2 separate regions of the Danio rerio genome follow, and region 1 is linked to region 2. The links are chromatin contacts, called in public Hi-C maps. All regions are on one chromosome and are shown on one strand. The core of a region is the stretch at or near the end of the contact, and the rest is flanking DNA. Distances in the headings are between cores, read along the strand shown. Region 1 holds the start of LOC100002818 (serine/threonine-protein kinase pim-2-like). Region 2 has its middle 120 kb from the start of arhgef7b.

The links. A called contact is a pair of places that touch in the nucleus more often than the background predicts.
Region 1: a contact with region 2 is called in a Hi-C map of embryo, with 2.9 times the contacts expected there. The contact joins the promoter of LOC100002818 here to the enhancer-like site in region 2. A contact is called at or near these places in 7 of 18 Hi-C or Micro-C datasets (caudal fin, embryo and hematopoietic stem cells) and 1 of 4 datasets of contacts at active chromatin or transcription factors (caudal fin).

What each region holds. Positions count from the first base shown.
Region 1 is chr1:49,547,074-49,552,828 of GRCz12tu, forward strand. LOC100002818 (serine/threonine-protein kinase pim-2-like) reads right to left here and starts at 3,203. Exons shown (of 10, transcript XM_073954304.1): 1 at 3,006-3,203; 2 at 1,111-1,587; 3 at 730-859; 4 at 1-130. The coding sequence starts at 1,308.
Region 2 is chr1:49,354,423-49,360,372 of GRCz12tu, forward strand. No RefSeq gene overlaps it. Among named protein-coding and RNA genes, the nearest start is that of arhgef7b, 120 kb to the left of the region's middle. Within about 2 kb of position 1,854, at least 3 of the 62 cell types and tissues checked have an H3K27ac peak or open chromatin away from gene starts, as enhancers often do.

The DNA.
Region 1 (5,755 bases), core at 1,953-4,452, 190 kb after region 2:
GACTCAAGGTCTGGCTCTGGCTCTGGCTCAGGCTGTGGCGTAAAATGCAGGAAAGGGAGCTTTGCAGCCTTCCATGCTCTCTTAAAGAAAGCAGAGACTCTTTTCCCTTTCCTTCCTTTCTTGGGGTTTTCTAAAATGAAGAAAACAAACAGAAACATCTTCATGAACAAAGCTGCAGCTACAGTGCTCAGAACATTCATATATGCCAGGGGTGGCCAACCCTGTTCCTGGAGAGCCACCTTCCTGCAGATTTCAGTTGCTCCCCATATTAAACACACCTGAACCAATTAATTAGGACCTGAACACCTCGTGATAATTACAGGCAGGTGTGTTTGGTGGCTCTCCAGGAACAGGGTTGGTCACCCCTGATATATGCTTTACATTTATCCATTTCTCAGTGAATATGGGTAATATATAGTAATATATATTGATGCATTTGAACAAAACTGATTTAGTAAACAGATTTATTTATTAAAAGAATATTTTAGTCACAGAACATTTTTAGAAATGGAAAGATATTAGAATATAGAATATTGTAAAGCATCCTATAGAACATATGAATTTAAATGAGAGATTTGTGGGGGTGTACTCATATATGTTTAGCACTGTAATAATTAATACACAACCAACAGTACAACAAATGACACTGTCTGATTTATAAATTAAAAACAACAAAGAGTAAAAATAACAGATGGCAAAATAAAATGAACCAAATTCAGGATGACTCACCACCAGTCCCATCAATTTTAGAGGGGTCTTGAACAGACGGAGGCGACTCAGGACTGACCGAATCTGCATCCGTCATTTTCTTAATATTGGAGGGGCCCGGAACACTCAATGGCTGAGGATCTTCACAGACCTGGACTGGCGGACGCATCTGCTCAGGGTCAACATGATCTGCGATGGTCGTTGACTGGATCCTGGATGGTCCTGGAACAGCCAACGACTCAAGACTGTCGCAGACCTGGACTGGCGGACGCATCTGCTCAGTTTCAACATGACCTGTGAGGGCCGTTGAGGACTCAGGACGGGCCCGATCTGCATTCGGCACATCTGCTGTTTGCTTGATCCTGGAGGGGCCCGGAACACTCAACGACTGAGGTTCTTCACAGACCTGGACTGGCGGACGCATCTGCTCAGGGTCAACATGATCTGCGATGGTCGTTGACTGGATCCTGGATGGTCCTGGAACAGCCAACGACTCAAGACTGTCGCAGACCTGGACTGGCGGACGCATCTGCTCAGTGTCAACATGACCTGTGAGGGCCGTTGAGGACTCAGGACGAGCCCGATCTGCATTCGGCACATCTGCTGTTTGCTTGATCCTGGAGGGGCCCGGAACACTCAACGGCTGAGGTTCTTCACAGACCTGGCCTGGCAACAACACCGGCTCAGGGTCTGCATGTGCTGCGACGGTCCTGGAGGGACCTGGAACAGGCAGGTGCTCGAAATAGTCGTTATCTGACTGTGGTTCAAAGGGAACCACTCTGCTCTGGTCACAGCTAAGGAAAGGGCGCTTTGCAGCCTTCCATACTCTCTTAAAGAAAGCAGAGACTTTTTTCCCTTTCCTCCTTTTCTCTGGGTTTTCTGAAGTAAAGGAAATGAACAGGGAAATATTAGAAAACTCTTTAACCACAAGTTTAAAATAGACAAACTGCTGAAAATAAGACATATAAAAGACAATCACACAAAAGAAACATCAACAATAAATGTACAATTATAATAAAAAAATGTTTGAAAACGACAATAATTAATTGGAATTGCAAATCATTTCTATGACGTAAAATGACAAATACAACCTGACAAATAGTCGGTAAGTCATCCATTTTAGACATTAGGAAAAATCCTATAAGCAACTGTTTTGCAAAAATAAACATTTCACTCCTGCTCACACGAAATGCAAACCATTATAATAACTCATTTTTGAGTCAAAATTCTGATTTATAGAATATTTTATTATAGTTTTAGTTTGAGCTATTAACAATCACCATCACAATGTTTAATCAAATTTATGAAGCCTTTTATTTTTTTGTCAGTGGGTGCCACATCTACATCGATGTTTTTCAATCAAGCACCACTTCTCCACCACAAAAAAATAATAAAAACAAAATCCATATTTTTGCAGCTTTCCATTAGCAATCGTCAAACTCAAAGTGAACAATTTCTCACGCTCTGGATCTTCAGTTATGAAATCTGTGAGTAAATTATAACTTAAAACATTTAACAATCAGTCTTAGAATTTCAAATGAAAAGAGAAGTCTGGCTCCAGAACTTCAGTTAGAGAAACAGAGCTATACACATTTATTATTATGGAGGTAAAATTGGGTTTATATTTGTTAATTTAACTGTCTCCATGTTGTTTACCATGCTAATTTGAATACTGAGTGTGAAATAGCATGTAAGACTTTAAATCAGAGTTACAACTAATTAATTGACTGTAAACAATGTTGTAGAATGATAGTAATTTGGCTGTTAATATGATTTTCCCATTTAGAATTTGAAACAATATTTCTGTTATTATATTTTTAAGAAGAAAGTCAGAATGTGTGAATATAAAACCAACTTTCCCTCAATTGTATTAATTTATCCCTGCTTTAACAAATAAAAGCCTTAAATATAATATTCTCACTCAGTTTGCTCAAATATAACAAATATTCCTCCACACCATGAAAAACTAAGAAAATTACTGCGCAGGTCTACACATAAAGTTTAAATTAAAGTAATATTAGAATGTTTTTTTGTATCAGTAACGTTAGCGAGGCACAATTTCTGTTGAGTGGAAAGGAGAAACTTTAAAGCCAGAATGTCAATACATAAAATGGCAGCAGGCCTCAATCCCAAAGTCAGAAAATATACAATATACACGAAATCATTACAATCACGAGAGGTTGAATATTTGACTCTTAAGTCGGTAAGCTTCGTTATATGGCGATATATTATTATTATTATAGTTTTTATTAAATAATAGGTGGGGAATACACCGTTTTTGTAAACTCTCATCTCACCTGTTGGGCTTCTCGTCGTGGTACAAGGTGTAGGAGAAGCCATCGTGTCACTCTGATGATTATTGTTGACAAAGTCAGTCGTGATCTTTTTAACTCGATGAAAAAACACAGTTGACTTATTATTTTCCATTTGAGACGCAAAACAAGTCGCTAAAGTCATTAAATCACTGTTCACTGTACTCGTTCGTTTGTCACTCTGAGGAATTCTGTCGGCTATGACGTAACGGCCTTCTCCTCGTTCTATTTATTCGTCATGAGATTGCTTCTTCCAGACACTTACAACTTCAAGATATTATTTGTTACTATGAAGGTAAAACTGATATATCAGAGAACCACATTAATAACTTTTTTATTTTGTATGGAAAATATTTTATTCACAAACAAAAATTCTCCAATTCGCAGCCTTCTTTTTCACATTTTTTAATTGAAATTGATGTTTTTATTAGCTAAATCTCTTAGACTAGTTAATAACAAGAAAAGTGATATATTCTTGGATTATTATGATAAATATTTTTGAAATATCAAGGATACATAAATCCTTGTTTCCTCTTGCTGTATCTGAGTTATGTATCTGTTTAAATAAATATTTTTCTCTCTTTTGTTTTTCTTTTAATTAATTAAATTAATTATATATATATATATATATATATATATATATATATATATATATATATATATATATATATATATATATATATATATATATATACTTATATTATTTATCCTGATCTGTTATTATCATTGTTTTTGTGCAAAATTGGATTTTGTATCTTTGTTATTGAAGTCAGTAAAAAATAAAAAAATAAATAAAACAAATTTGTCATCAGTGAGGTGATATTTTACTAAAGCATATAAACATGTATTAAAGTTGTTTATCACAGTCAATATTAAGTGGACATTAGTGTTTTAAACATAAAAGATTGAATAAGAAATATGAAGGGTTGGGCTAAAATTGTCCATAAATTATCAGTCCACAAGAGAAAGAAAAAATGTATTAGGATTTATTGGACAAATTAAAAACTGGTAGGCACAAATAACCTCACTAGTCAGAAATTGGCCATCTGAATAATAAATAATAATATCTGAACAATAATAACATCTGAATAATAAATCATCTGAATAATATTAATTAGAATAATGTCCTTCCCTTTTTATGCCTCTCTTGTAAATTAGTAAAATTCTTCTTTGACATAAAACATAATCGCTAAAATATTATCATTGTCAGTGGATTTTACTTATTATATAAAACATTATTTAAAACGTATTGATTTATGGAGGCTTTTGGTGCTGGAAACTTTCTTGTTTCTCGTTTTGTTAAACAATTCACGTCGCGTCATGGTTAAAAAATAGTACCACAATGAAAAGTCAAATCCGGTCCACTTAAACCTGAACGACTTTATGACGTTGTAGTCACCTGTAAACCACAATTAATACAATATTTGAGGATGCAATAGTGTTACAATTAAGCAAACTATTTATTGTGCATATAGTAACAGATTTACATCACTGTTAAACAGACACATCTAATAAGAATAAATAAAAAAACAACAACACAGAAATATAGACAACACAAGTGAAATTTTATTTTAGAGTCTTTATTTCTACTATCCTCCAGCTCTTCCTGGAAGGTGCTCGCTGTGTTCCTCCATTGCTGCATCTTTTTCTGTGCCTGTAGCATCTGGACTCCATCACTTCACAGCATCTGAGGGGAAGAATATGATTTTGTGTGATCCTAACAACTAAAAACTTACAACAGACCAAGACTTTTTGTCATGTTTCATGAATGCACAGTAATGTGCAGAGCAGGGCCGTGCACAGGGGGGTGGCCTGGTGGCTAGAGCCACTGCCCCTCTGCCCCCATTGGCAGAGGTGCCCCTTTCAGCCTGTAAATAAATAACATTTTTCTGAAAACAGAGACAGAGAGAGAAAGAACGAAGGAAGGCTAATAAAGGTAGTTTAACACTGAAAACATGGATTCAAAGCTCCAGCAGGTAAATCATCATATAGAACATTCAGCTGTGCTTGTCTAACTAAGTAGGCCTATATTTTCCATAATAATCACTATAATCACAGGCTACAGCAAATAATTTTATTAAAACCATGTCAATAGTAAGCCTATAAATAGTAAAAAAAATGCAATTTTAATATTAAGTTTATTTTATTTAGTTTATATTAAGTTAATATAAATTTATGGTGTATAATATTAAATTAAACGGGTAATATTTATTTTTCCATTGAAGATGAGGAAGAAGCAGGTTCAAAAAGTGAGGGAGAGACCACTGAGCATGAGCTAAATCAGACAGGTACAGGTAAGACTTTTAATCTGGAAGGGATATGCTAGAGTGTCATATAAGATAGAAGGACATTTAAATAATTTAAATATTGTAAATGCTTTGTTATTCATTCTAAGATGAAACTGCTTCAGAGTCAACTCAGCAAAGTAAAGGTGATGGAGACAGAAAATGTTCAGATTGTCCATCCAACAGTAAATAGTTTCTGTTATTATCGGCAATGTGTAAATGTGAATCACATATATGTAAGATGAGCTTATCAAGATCTTTCAGGACAAAAAAAAGTTTTGTTGTTAAAGGTACAGGTAAATATAAAATGTAAAATGGTAAATAGTTCTGAAATTATTACAATGTACTGTTTTTTTTTTCTTTTAATTGTACTTTTACAACATCTAGAAAATTTGTATAAGCAAGAACCCACCCACTTAGTGCCCCTTTTTTTGGTTTAGGCCCCTGCCC
Region 2 (5,950 bases), core at 604-3,103:
TAAGGCAGTTGATATTAATGGTTTTTTTTAGACTAAAAGCATAAACAAGGCAATTAAAAATTAAATGGCACGTTTGTGAATTTACATGCTTACAGTTTTAACAGGTAAAAAATAAAAGTAGCCATAAAACCATAAATTACTAATAATAATGATAATAAAAATAATATTAATAATAATAATAATAGTAATAATAAAGGCAATAAAAAAATAAAATCCCAGGAGAACCTACAGTGCTCAGCATAATTGAGTACACCCCATTTTGAAAATGATTTTTTGATCCATTTCTCAGTGAATATAGGCAATGAATTTTGGTTCATTAAAAAAGACAGATTTATTAAACAGATATATTTATTAAATAATATTTTAGTCATCAAACTTATTGAGAAATTGAAAGATAACACATGCTTATATATGCTTTTTTTATTTTCTATGTTGATCAGTATAAACTCTATGCACAGCTAGTGTTTTTCAGTCAACGATTAACCTCTGGTGAAAGCTTAATGTGACTATTTTTAATTTTCATACAGTTCCTTTTACAGCATTGATGTTGTAATGTAATTCAAATACATTCAATTAGATAGACTTAAGCGTTTATTTAGTTGTTCAATCGTAAAACGAGATGAAAGATCATGTAAGCCATCAGTACCAGCAGGCAAGTGCAGAAGCTACATTGAAAATACTGGGGTAAAATAATGTGTCATTTTAAAGACATGTTGTTGGGAGGGGGGGGGGACGACATGTAATTTAATTCAGTGTTTTTCTTGTAAATTCTGAGACCCACTTCACATCGTATATATATCAGGCAGTGAAGATCACAGATTTTAAGGAAATCAGACCTTAAACGTGGCGATTTTACAATGGAGAGACAGTTGACCGGAAGCGCTGAGACTGGCTGGCTGAAAATTAAACGAGTTGTGTGCATATACACCATTCAGTGTGGGCTGATGATATACACTGCGATCATTTTTCCATTATAGACATGTAAACATAGAGAGTATGTTGCTCTTCGAAATTTGCAATTGTAGAATTTTTTTCTTTGCTATTTTTCAAGGAGAACATATGTTTGTCATCAATAATTCAGTTTCCTGTTGGGCAGCACACCCCAAACTCAAACCGAAGCTCACATAAATAAAACCGATCCTCACTGCGCACATTTCAAATGCAGTGCTAATAATACCTCGACTTTCTGCAGCACGCTCTACATGGCGTCTATTGTGACATGAAGCATAGAAAGTGCAGGCTCTGGAAAAGCGTGCAGCGTTCCATTGAATGTAGCAGAATTGGCCGCTATCAGGCGTCCTACTATTTTATACATTGTGCGCAAATGCAGGAGCTGTAAACAGATTACTGTAAACAGGTCTCCAACTGGTCTGATGCCACTGCCACCATCCGGTGCCGTCTAGCAGAATCAGACGTTTTTATTACCGTGGGTGAAACCCCAATGCCAAACACAATGCGACCCGAGCACATTTGTTTTCCACAGGCGCTCTGGCTTGAATTGCATGTGCAAAAAGGTGCTTTCATAGCGGACCGCAGCGGGAGCAAACAGCACAGTACTTTTAGCACAATTATCCCCGTGGACAGCCGCCTGCCTGATCTATAGATCCAGCACAATTAGCTGGTCCGTGCAGGCTTTTCCACATCCGCCCGCAGGTGTACTGGAAGGGTTAAAACCAGGCAGGCCTGCTGAAGTTTAAGTGCTGTCTGTGTGAATTCCTGCACCGTCTCGGCTCTTTTTCCTTGTTCGCTTTTTGATTGCCTGACAACACGTGGCAGTTAGAAAAGGGACAATGAGGTGGACAAGGAAAGAAACTCCTAAAACTGAGATGTGACCAACCACTGAGCCTCTTAAACCGTGTCGGAGAAATGGCCGTGACACAGCAGGCCCCAAACTCAACCAGTGGTTGCCATGGCAGCCGATGGCGCCTGCTCTGCCTTTTTCACCCTCCCGCGCCTCCTGCTAAAAAGTATACACCCCCACGTTTTTTTTAAAGGCAAAAGAGACAGGTATCTAAATGTCTGATGCTTCAAAATTAATATGATTTACACAATTCAATCATACTATCTATCTATCTATCTATCTATCTATCTATCTATCTATCTATCTATCTATCTATCTATCTATCTATCTATCTATCTATCTATCTATCTATCTATCTATCTATCTATCTATCTATCTATCTATCTATCTATCTATCTATCTATCTATCTATCATCTTTTAGGGTTGCACGATATTGGTAAAATCTGACATAGCGCTACTTTAGGAGAATTCTCAGTTACCCTTTATTTTAAGGCTCACTTCTTGCTATTGGTCAAGCAATAACTTTGACTCTTTTGCTCTAGCGAATTCCTAATTTGTTCCTTATTTATAGATATTAAGGTACAGTGCTCAGCATATATAAGTACACCTTTCTTTTCAATATATACAATATTATATATGTGAAATACATTAAATTAATCAGTACTGAAGCCAGAACTGGAACTTATCTAACAAAAGAACTTACGATAACGGTCCACAAACGAGTACACCTAAATTTATGTTATAAAAAATATTAAATACAAATAAAAAAAAATCAAGAAAAGCAAAAAATTGCAAATTAAGTTGAAATTTTGTAGGTTGTAATTCATTTTCGCAATATTTAGCTTGAATTTAATTGTATGATCTTTCAATTTTTAAATATGTTCAGTGACTAAAATATATTAATAAACATATCTGTTTAATATATCTGTTTTGTTTAAATGTACCAAAATAGAAAATGTCTATATTTACAGAGAAATGGATCAAAATATAAATTTTTTTGAAATGGAGTGTACTCAATTATGCAGAGCACTGTAGCTGAGGTATCGGGTTAGATTTTGTAAATGTTAAAATTATGCTGCAACGTTTGAGATGTATAAATAATTTAATACAATTATTCTTTATTAACCTTCCAATTGGTAAAATGTCTTGCTCCTGACTACTTAAATCTATCTCAGACCTTAAAAACTTAATATGATACAATTTCACTCCATAATGGTCTCTGCAATAATTCCAGAAATCTTGCATTCTGCAGAATTTAATGGAACACATTTAATGGAACGTGTATATAATAAAAGAAATTAAGAAAGCACATTACATTTTTTTGTTTATTTAATTTTCAGTTTGATTTATAGTTTATGAATCAGATTTTTTTGTTTTTTAATTCTGTAAACTACTGATTATTCCAAATTTAAAGATTTCTTTGTCATTAGAGCTTTTTTTATGCATAAAATAAGGAAAAATTTACTGTTTTCCAACATGTTTATATTAGTGGTAACAAACAGTACCGATGTTTTAACTTTAATTTCTAGGGGAAAAATCTTTTAAATTATCAAGTTTTTATTTGAAAAATGTTTCCAAACATTTTATAATTATGATTTACAGTAGGTCTGCTTTTCTGATCAAAAATCTAGAAGTCATTTATGCTCACCAAATATTTATTAAAATGTCAAGAATTTCATTAAAGTGTTATTACTATTAGGCCTATTCCAATGTAAACATTTAATTTGACAATTTGTCTGTTTTAATATATAAAAAATGTATTCTATTTATAAAAAACCTGAATTATAATCAATAGCAATTTTTATGACAATTTAGTTATCAAGTTGAATGCATCTAATTTTTTGCAAATACCTAAAGCTATTTGAAAGATTATTTTAAAGTTCTTATTGTTTTTTCCCCCCCTTTAAACCCAAATTAAACCCTCATCTTGCTTTAAAGAAAGCTTCACGTCTGTGTGGAAAAGCTCTCCTCCCTCTAGATCTGTCTCTCTGAAGCTGGTGCCGCTTTTCTGGGTTATTTTCCACTGCCGTGTTATTTAGCTGTCATAGACCGAGGGCAACTTGCCAGCAAACATGACAGAATAAGATCAGCTCGACTTTCTTTAAACGGGACGGACTGTTAGATCCACCACCGCAGTCGCCAGCAACTCTCCAGATGAGCTTGAGGAAATAAAAAAAACAGATTAAGTGCCAGATAGTCTCTATTTAAACCAATCTGTGGGAGCAAATATCCCCCTGACAACAAAACAAAAAATGCTTGTCTAAGAACACAGACCAAAATAATAAAGATAACTGTTGCTGGTTTTATTGAATCTAAGCATCTAATACCTGTGCTTTTAAGTGCGCGTGCTCGTGAAGTAGGAGAAAGAGAACCACGTAGTTTAAAGACCCAGCATTAAAGGAGAATCTGGGAATTGCTAGGGGGTTATAAATTCATTGTCCGCTCTGAAAGGCTTGATAACCTATTCACAAACAAGCACTAAAGATTTTGATAGGCTAATGGAAAATAGGTGGTCGCGCACTCCTTTGTAATTGGACATCATAAATCTGAAGAGGCCTTGGCAGCGATACAAAGCGCTGTTATTTCGGTCTTTCTTTGCCTCAACCCCTGCCCATATATCTCACCGTTTCCTCAATGGCTGATCTGAAGGGCGTGATATACATGTTACGAACAAGACACATGACCGGGGCTCTGTGACATCGATTGCCTTCCACAATGCCCCGCCAGGCGACTAGGAAACGGGCAGCCTTGGGGCAATAATACTGGCCTCTTTCTTATCGAGATGGCTGGTGTACATGCCTCTGTCAGAGGACATTAACCTTGCCTCTTTCATCCTGACAGTGGTGATTAGCGCGCCGGGCTGATCCCGCCATTGATGTGGCCGCAGCGGGCCAATGAGGTCTGAAGAGGACCGATGGAAAAAGAGCGAGCTGATTATTGGTGGGTCGGTGGACAATCTGCTGACTGCTGGAAGATGCCGGGCGATAGTGTTTCAGAGCCGGGTGTAATTGTACGTATGAGGCATTTTTCACAGGGGAGCCGTCAATAAGATCACTCTCAGGCCATGTAGACTACAGGAGTCAGGTCTGTGTTATAGAGTGAAATGGGGTTATGGTCACACAGGTCAGTTACAGGTGACGGTGAATATCTCTTTTTTTTATAAAAGAACCGACACTGTTCCGTTTTCACGTTCTCTTTCTGCTGCATCGTCTGTGAATTGAACAACAATGTTTAATATAATGTCATGCAGTTCTCAGACTCTGTTTGGCAACATATCAAAAAAAGACGAAAAGATTAATGTTGTCAAACGGTAATTGTGATGTAATTGCATCTGAGATAAAAGTTTGTATTCACAGATTATATACACCTGTGCACTGTTTATATTATGTATATATGTATAAATACACAACCATACTGTATATAAAATACAAAAATATACAAATTAAATGTATCTACATATTTATACATACATGCATAAATACAGTGCGTCCAGAAAGTATTCATAGCGCTTCACTTTTTCCACATTTTTTAATGTTACAACCTTATTCCAGAATGGATTAAACTCATTTATTTCATCAAAATTTTACACACAATACCCCATAATAGCAATGTGAAAAAAGAGTTTTAGAAATTGTTATAAATTTATTACAAATAAAAAACCTGACAAATCACATGTACAGAAGTATTAACAGTCTTTGCTCAATACTTTGTTGATGCACCTTTGGGAGCAATTACAGCCTCAAGTCTGTTTGAATATGATGCCAGAAGCTTGGCACACCTGTCTTTGGGAATTTTTCCCATTCCTCTTTGCAGTACCTCTCCAGCTCTATCAGGTTAGATGGGAATCGACAGTGCACAGCCATTTTCAGATCTCTCCAAAGATGATTAATAGAATTTAGGTCTGGGCTATGGCTGGGCCACTCAAGGACATTCACTGAGTTGTATTTTGGAGCTGTGCTTTGGGTCATTGTCCTGCTGGAAGATGAACCGTTTCCCCAGTCAGATATCAAGAGTACTCTGACCAGGCTTTCATTCAGGATGTCTCTGTACATTGCTGCATTCATCTTTCCCTCGATCCTGACGAGTCTTCCAGTTCCTGCTGCTGAAAAACATCCCCACCACCATGCTTCACTGTAGGGATGGTATTA